Linked DNA regions of Mus musculus: regions 2 and 3 are each linked to region 1. Evidence: chromatin contacts called from public ChIA-PET data. All regions are on one chromosome and are shown on one strand. Each heading gives the region's core, a stretch centred on a gene start, on an enhancer-like site or on the middle of the called end of the contact. The rest is flanking DNA. Distances are from core to core; before and after follow the strand shown.

What was found. ChIA-PET counts read pairs in DNA pulled down with a chosen protein or histone mark.
Region 2: a contact with region 1 is called in an RNA polymerase II ChIA-PET map of memory CD8 T cells, with 10 read pairs. The contact joins two enhancer-like sites. A contact is called at or near these places in 4 of 115 datasets of contacts at active chromatin or transcription factors (DN3 thymocytes, acute myeloid leukemia, large pre-B cells and 1 more).
Region 3: a contact with region 1 is called in an RNA polymerase II ChIA-PET map of memory CD8 T cells, with 49 read pairs. The contact joins two enhancer-like sites. A contact is called at or near these places in 4 of 484 Hi-C or Micro-C datasets (CD4 T cells, the HL-1 cell line, bone marrow-derived macrophages and 1 more), 6 of 115 datasets of contacts at active chromatin or transcription factors (bone marrow-derived macrophages, embryonic basal ganglia, embryonic stem cells and 3 more) and 1 of 9 other capture datasets (embryonic stem cells).

Annotation. Positions count from the first base shown.
Region 1 is chr1:152,269,270-152,271,969 of GRCm38.p6, reverse strand. All of the region lies in intron 3 of Gm36920 (a long non-coding RNA gene), which reads left to right. Among named protein-coding and RNA genes, the nearest start is that of Gm36920, 19 kb to the left of the region's middle. Within about 2 kb of position 1,384, at least 26 of the 459 cell types and tissues checked have an H3K27ac peak or open chromatin away from gene starts, as enhancers often do. A contact at or near this core is called in memory CD8 T cells, where this site is marked.
Region 2 is chr1:151,958,927-151,961,626 of GRCm38.p6, reverse strand. The region is part of intron 3 of 1700025G04Rik (RIKEN cDNA 1700025G04 gene); the gene reads left to right. Among named protein-coding and RNA genes, the nearest start is that of 1700025G04Rik, 130 kb to the left of the region's middle. Within about 2 kb of position 1,251, at least 32 of the 459 cell types and tissues checked have an H3K27ac peak or open chromatin away from gene starts, as enhancers often do. A contact at or near this core is called in memory CD8 T cells, where this site is marked.
Region 3 is chr1:151,892,754-151,895,472 of GRCm38.p6, reverse strand. It overlaps 1700025G04Rik (RIKEN cDNA 1700025G04 gene), which reads left to right. Exons shown (of 6, transcript NM_197990.3): 6 at 2,041-2,719. The coding sequence ends at 2,079. Among named protein-coding and RNA genes, the nearest start is that of Edem3, 140 kb to the right of the region's middle. Within about 2 kb of position 1,257, at least 29 of the 459 cell types and tissues checked have an H3K27ac peak or open chromatin away from gene starts, as enhancers often do. A contact at or near this core is called in memory CD8 T cells, where this site is marked.

The sequences.
Region 1 (2,700 bases), core at 135-2,634:
TGATACCAGGGGCTGTGGGACAAGAACATGTTGCAATCTGGTTAGACCAGAAGAGTAAGACTCCACCTAGCAAATAGGTTGATGAGCTAGGCTGTTGAACCATCTGGGAACATGGCCAAGCAATTCTGGGGAGCATACTTGGCACTGTTTTGGCCTTGTGTTTCTCGTGAAATAAAAAAAAAAAAAGATTAATTTATTGTGTAGGTCATCATATATTACCTAGAAGCCAAATTGCCGGTTAAAATCCTGCTTGCAGGCAGGTGTATGGTTCTAACACAGCTTTTCATCTGAACTGTAGAGTGCTCTCCCTTAATCATCAAATGGGATGCAAACTATCTTCTCAGCCATTTCAGCATTTCAAAAATTTCTCCCCAAGTGGCAGGTTTGTGATATTTTTCATTATAATGGAATCTTATTCACCCATTCCAAACACAGCTGTTTGGTTAGAGAGCAACAGGAAATAATCACAGATATAAATGAGAGTCTGCCAAGAAGCTGAGACAAGAGAATTCTGTGCTTCAGGCCAGCCTGGGCTACCTAATGAGATTTTTGTCTAAAACACACACACACACACACACACACACACACACACTAGCATTGGGTAGCTAGGCTAGGCTTGTTTAGGAAAGTGCTTCCCACATAAACATCAACTCTGTAGTTCAGATTCCCAGAACCCACCTAAAAAATGTAGACGTGGTAGCACAGGCTTCCAAACCCAGCACTGGTGTGGGAGAAACAGGTGGGTCACTCGGACTTGCTGCTGCTCGGTCAGAGTGCATGCTCCGTCTCTGTCTATGTCTCTCTCTGTCTCTGTCTCTCTCTCTTTCTGTCTCTGTCTGTCTGTCTCTCTCTCTCTCTCCCTCTCTCTGTCTCTCTCACACACACACAGGCATGCACTTTTGATCATATCTGTTCAAATAATTATTTCTTTTACAACTAAACATTTCGAGTATTCCAAGCTAAGGAAAAGGTGAAATACGGTTTCAATTTTATGCTGTTTAGAATATAAGATGCTATTTTTAAAAATCTGTAATACATAACTTGTCCCTTTGGACATCATCTAGTGCCCCCATGTTTTATGTAACTGTGTGCACTGGACTGGTTTTCTGTGAAGACACAGAGATATCCGCAGGCTTTCATCTTCGAAAAGCCTCAAAGACTTTGACAAGCAGAAAAAAAAAAAAAAGACACTCCTGGCCTGCTTCTCCTCTCCTAGAACACCCCCCCCCCCGCCCTCCATACCTGCTTCTGTTGCTCTCCAAATCCTAACCTGTGCAAAGTCTCTTCCACTGAACTTCTCTTGACAACTGTAGTCCACCTCAACCCTCTTCCACCCCTGGCTTCCTGTCACCCACTCTCTGCATCTCTTCTACCTGGTGGCCGTCAATTTCCGCTGTCTTACCTCATCCCTATGCACTAATCTCATCTCCTGCAAACAAGAGCAGCCTGAGCGTAAGTCTGTGCCTTGCATGGATAATTCCTCTTCAGCTCCGTGAGTTGACAGTCCACAGCACACATTACGGATAAAGTGAGTAATGGAAGAATCAGAGTTCATCTGTTTAGAAGACGATTATTCAGGCTGTTCTCTGACAATGCCAGCCCCTCCCCCCACCCATTATCTGCGACTTAGCAGTTATGTATATGCTGGCCATTTCCAAAACCTTGTGTAGACACCAGACTCTAGCAACCTTTGCTTCTTGTTTATGCTTGTTATTCTATTAGACCAAATGCAGAAAAAAAGTCCTTTTCAAAGCTCTGTACGTGACAAGGTGCGGAGGATGGACAAGGTGCTCTTTACCATGCCCAGCCCACAGCTCCACCGCCCTTTGCAGTGGTTTCTCTTGAAGCTCTTCCTCCCCTGAGTTTACATCCTTAAAGATCTGCTTTGAAGATGAGCATTTAGAAACCTGTGGTTAGCCTTGCTCCAAGGTTTTGCAAAGTCAACAGGAGGCATTTTGATTATAGCTATTTGTTCTTAGGGGACAGTGAGTTTGCAGAAAATTAGAGATGGAAAATTGCCTTGCCTTACAGATTGGGCCAAGCCTGCGCAGCAAGGCCGGCCGAGGTAGGCTGACTGCTAATGCACGGCCTGAACTGGCTGGCAGGCAATGATGCTTCCTGGCTCCTCCTCATTGCAGGACTGCAGTGGATAGCACAGCTCACAGCAAGAGCGTGTACCCCAGCAAAGCCACTGCACCAGCAGCTGGGGGAGAGAAGCTGAATTCAGTGGTTGCACTTGCATGGGAATGGACAGCTATTTAAGGAAGAGAGTTAGCCAGTGTCTGATTCCTACCAAGTCTGTGTCTTCTAGGAAGTTCTCCTAGATTACTCAGGTGTATATTTTTAGTGGGAACTCAATCTATAAAAATCCAAGTTCATCAAATTGATAAATTGTGGAGACGAACTTTTATAAAATTTTTATTTAATTAATATATATGTGTGAGTGCCAGCGTGTCTGTCTGTCTACCACACTCATGCAGTGTTGGCAGAGGCCAGATGAGAGGGTTGGATCCCCTGGAACTGGTGCTATCAATGGTTATGGGTTATCATGTGTGTGCTGGGAATCGAACCCAGGTCCTCTGGAAGATCAGTCAGTGCTCTTACCTGCTGAGCCATCTCTCCAGCCCTGAGGTGGGTTCTGTTTAACTACAAAAGGATCTTCTTACCAACTTCAGGGTACCCTTATAATAGCTAATCATC
Region 2 (2,700 bases), core at 2-2,501, 310 kb after region 1:
AGAGTCAGGGAGAGAGCAGGCACGGACACTCAGAAAGGAGACACTTGGGAGGTAGTGAGACAGTGTGCACAGAAGGAATTGAGAAAAGATGCCTCTGAAAGTGTAGGTCGTGCTTAGCCAGCAAACTGAGCAGCGGGGGCGAAGAATCTGGAAAGGTCAGCTGGGGGGTCTTCTGAGGTTAGAGCTCAGGCTTTCCCAAGCAACAGAGATCCCTGGGGGATTTTGAAATCCAGTACATGATGTCAGCTTTGAAACAGTAACAGCACTGAGGAGTCTGAGCAGTTCAGGGAGGCGGAATGGCACATTTGTCACTGGAAATGGAGCTCCATCCGGACCGCTGTCATCCCTGCTAACGTGAAAATGGCCCAGGCCAGCCGAACGGGGACCCAGAAAGAGGGGTGCGTAAAATCCAACCTGCAAGTTCAGTTGTCGCATGACGTAAAATCAGCTCTCTCGAGGTTTTCCCAAGAAAAAACTTAACAGAGATGTTCCAGCGGGGATAGAAGAGGCCTGCCTGTCCCTGCTTCCATAGTCTGGATCCTGGAGCGGAAGCAGGTAGACAGGTTGCCTCCTGAAGCACTTCCCAGCCACTTCACGACTTCTCACACACAGCCTCAGGTGCCGGAGGGACAGCAGGCAGCCCCATTTCCTGTTGAATATCATTTCAAAACAAGTAAGCAAACCAAAGAATTGTTGAAACCTCTTCTCCATTCTCCATTAGACCCGCCCCTCAGGCAGACTCTACCTTAAGGGAGGCTGTGTTTTCTCATGTGCTCACCAAAAGCTGCTTGTTTTTACCATCAAAGTAGAACCCCTGTTGTATCTGAGGTCAAGTGCAGACCGAATCACTGCCCACTGCCCAGAGGAAGTGGTTGAGACTTGCCTGTTCCTTGATCAAAACTTCAATTTCCTACTTGCTCTGAAGCCTGAGGTCTACAGCCTGATCCCCTGGGGTCTTCTTTTAACCTCTCTCACAACATGGGAGTGAGCCAGCTCACACAAGTACAGTAGCACCCCATTACAAGCATTTATTTTGTTTACACATAGCACTGGCATACAGACAGTCTGCAGGGTTGTTATGGAAGCTTTGTAGATTCAGAGACCCAGCCTCCTTCTGTATTGTTGCTCTGCCATATCCAACAGACAGCTTTTAAACTGGATTTTAAAATGCTGCTTCCATGCCCATTGGCAGGTCTGCCTACCAACCAGCCAAATAGAAGAGAGAAATGCTGGGGGCAGGGGTGTGTGTGTGAGTGCACTCCTTCAAAGACCTGAGCATTCCCTAGTCACTGTGCATACCTTTGTGATTAGAATGTCACACCTTGCTGGAACAGATGTGGGGAATTGTCGTCATGTCTTGTAATTAAGTATCCTGTGCTACGGAGCATGTGTGAGGCTAGATACTTGACAACTCGAATATTCAATGACTCCAATGTCATCTTAGTGGGGTTTAGAAGCTAGAAGCACTGTGGAAGCACCTCTGGGTGTGTCTATGTGGGCGTTTCCAGAAAGGTGTAAAAGAGCAGAGAAGTCCCACCCTGGATGTAGATGGCACCGTCCTATAAGCTAGGGTCCTGGACTGAATAAAAAGAAAACGGACTGTGGAGGTGTTGGCCATTTCAGGAATTTTCTATGTATTCTGGGCATTCGTTTTATTGCATCTATTTCATATGTGTTCTTCTGTTCTGTAATTTCCCTTTAATATTGTTAGTTTTGTCTCTTGATGACTTTTTAAATTTTTTTAATAATGTTCAGTTCTATTTTAATTTGTTGTGCAAATTTTTAGTGGTCTTTTTTCCGTCAAGTGTAATATTTTAAAATTTTGACTCTGCTGTCTCCCATAGTTTCATGTCTTGCCACAAGAGGCGTTTTGTCAGTTTTTCTTAATAGAATTATTTTATTTATTTTGGGACAATTTCATACATGTACACAATATGTCTTGGTCATATCCATTTCCCAAGTTTCCTCCTAGTCCCCAGTAAGTACTCCTCCCACCTTTATGATCCTGTTTTGTTTCTAATAACTCATTGAGTCCAGTTAGTGCTACCCACATAAACCAGCAGCTAGACATATCCTGGAATAGAAATATCTCCCTCTTCCCCAGCAGTGTTCTCTTACCAGTAGCTCTTGCTGTAAATTCACAAGTACAGAGATCATGTCATGTCCAGAAGACAGCATTCCACAGCGCCCCTCCCCATTCTCCAACTCTTATATTGCCTCTGCTCCCTCTTCTAAGATACTCTCTGAGCCTCATAGGAGTTCATGTAGATGTCTCCTTAAAGCACTGTCAACTCCAGTCACTAAGTCTCAGCACTTGGACCAGTTATGAGGTTTTGGCTTTGATGACTGCCTTCTGCAGAGAGTCTTCCCTGAGCAACATGGCACAGCTGTGCTGAGCTGAAGGCTCTAGCGTGCCTGCCCCGTTTGGTAATGTGGAGAGGAGTGGCAAGTGGGAGCCCTTGCAGCATCTGTGTTGTGTGTGGCTCTGGTATGTGTGCTGCAAATAGGTTTGTCTTCTGCTGTCTCTTGAGAGTTGTGTAGTGCTGGGCCTCATATATCTGATCCGTTTGACTTAGGTCTGTGCATGGGATTAGGGCCCAGTTTTGTTTTGTGCATGCAGATGCCTGTCTTTTCAAACCCAGTTGTTCAAAGAAAGTATGCATCTTTCCTGCTCTGTCTTGACCCCTTTGCCAGAAATCA
Region 3 (2,719 bases), core at 8-2,507, 380 kb after region 1:
CGGTGATTGAGAGAATAGTTCCTGCCTGGTCTGGGCCAAAGTGAGGGACAGTGTCAGCCTGAGCCATGTCACTGGGTAGGCTGTCATGGGGTGACTGCTACCTACATCCTCTTCCTGGGAGCACTGGTTGTCCATTTTCTCCATCCACTAGAGATTTTATGCCGCAAATGAATGAAACCTCAAGTTGGCACTGGACTTAGACACTCTGCAAGGCACTCAGAAAGTCAAGAAGTGGGTTATCAGCCCTGCTTCTGTGGGTCCCAGGGCTTCGTTGTATGGCAGCGTGTGTCTGTTTGTTGTGTTTTCTTCATGCATATGAAATATACTTGTATACATGTGCCCACACACTATGAGCAAATGATAGTCACAATTTAGACTCTATTAATACTTTCAACAGCCATGTTAAATAGCTGTCCTCATTTTTATTTGATCAGTGAGAAAAACTGAGACTAAAAGAGGTAACTTGAACAAGGTACCAAAATCAGCAAGAAACACAGCCAGGATTAGCAGCCAGACATGGGACTAAAAATTCGTTATAGTGGCACTTAGCATTAGGGAATTGTGACATATTCCCAATATATGCAGATGTATAACAAGCATTTAAACATGTTACATGTTAGATGAATAGTTACATTTTAAAATTTTTAAGTATTGGTATTTTTAAGAATGGATTCCAGTTATTTAGAAAATTCTGGGTTTGTTTGAAAAATATTTTTTTTACTGAATATGCTGGAAAGAACCATAGGCTGGGGGGTTAGAAAAGTACATCTAGTAACCAAAAAATCGTAGGTTTTTTTACTGTAATAAAATATGATTTATAATTTTATAAATTCAGCCTGAAATCAAAGGAGTAGATACATGGTAAACAAAGAGTTGTTTGCTACCGATACTTCATGCACATCAACTATAGAAATGAAATAGAACCAAAATAAAAGAACAAAGGATGTCTGGAGGTTGCCTGATATAGGTGTATTATAAAATAGTTAACAAGAAGATAGCTTGGGATGATGCTTGCTTATCTAAGTAAGATAAACTACCAAAGTACTTAGTGCCATGCACTATTTTCAGTTATATTACTTGAGGTTCTTATTTTTATATGTTATTGAGCCAAAAGATCTGTTTTTAAAGGAGCATTTGTGCCCAGGTTTAGAGCATCTAGCTTGCACATGAAGAGAGAAACCAGTGAAGTGATTGGTGCAAACCAAATAATCCAACTTGACCTTTCACAGCAGCCCTTCTGTGACATTGTGGTGACACAGAAATGTGGTTTTGTCTTGTACTGTCTGAGGAAGTTACATACTTTTGATCAGGACAGCCCAGCCAGGTCAGATACAGAACCTCAATCCCGGTCCCAGCTGTGTCTTCACAGTGGCGAGGGAACGGAAGAGCCTCAAAAGCAGCCATTTCCTACTGTCCTCAAACTTGCCAGGAACCTACTCGCTGGCCGGCTCATCAAAGGTCCTGTGGTTGGAGTCATCTGTTAAGACATTCCACAGCCCCAGATCTGTCACGTGTGTTCATAAAACCCTTATTTGCGGTTCATCTAAACCATTTTAGAGTGAATTAAAAACTCAGGCACCCCTGGATTTTACACACCTTTCTCCTGTGACATTTTAAAATCCAATTGTGGGGGTGGGGGAAGCTGTAGAATGTGAGCCGCTGAAAGTGACCCTTGTGTCTTCCTGCTGAGAGAGAGAAACACTTTGACTTTCTTGGTGTAAGCTGTATCTCCTATATGCCTGTAATATAAGTTGAGATAAATTCTGCCCGGTGTTTTTAAAAAGCTTATTATAGGATTGGTCTATCACGCCTTGAATAAATAGAGCTTGAAAATCAGCCTGCATGTGCGCATGTACCGTGCGTGCATGCATGCGTGTGTTCCTGCGTGTGCAGCATCAGTCTAAACCCAGTGGTCACTGATGAAAACTCGAGTCTATTACAGAGCAGACGTAAGTTGGAAGCAAATGGACCAGCCTCGGCTATTCTTGACCCTGGTTTACGTTGTTTACCCATGTGACCTTTGCTTTTGTTTCTTCCCAGGGTCGGGATTACTGTTCTGAAGAAGAGGATATCACATAGCATCGGTTCTCAGTCGGACCAGGAGCTACTACTGTGTAAATAGGTTGCACCCCAGTTGAAACCTTTGCAAAGGTCGGTTCTCTTCACTGAACAGCACTATAGCGAACGAAGACTGTTCCATGTCCTATGCCCCATTAAATTACAGTGTTTCTTAATGAACCTGCAGAGGAATATTGCTAAACACAAACACACACACACAAGAACAAAAACAACAACAACAAAAAAAAAAACTGTTCTGGAACTTTCTTTGTTGCTGCTAGTTAAAACTTGTTGCAACTTTTCACTTCTCTCGTGTCCAAGTATGCAGCAAAATTCTGCAGTTCACTTTAAAGATGTTATTGGTTTCAGGATGCTCTCTAGCCTGTATCCTCGGCGATTGGGTAGAGGTGAACTCTGATACAGATGTCAGTTCTAGCCTGGTTCTGCTTTGATGTCAAGCATCCCCTCCCTTCTATTCTCCTTATCCATCTCTTTCGAGTGGTCCAGAGATGGCCTGAGCCTTGCTTCTCACTGGTAACGTGGGGCTTTGGACATGGGATGGTGGCCACGGTGAGCCTAGTTTCTCTGCTTGAAAGAGCCACAATTGATTGAAAGCCTGTTGTAACCTAACCTGACTCCCGGAAGTGACAAAGGAACAAGT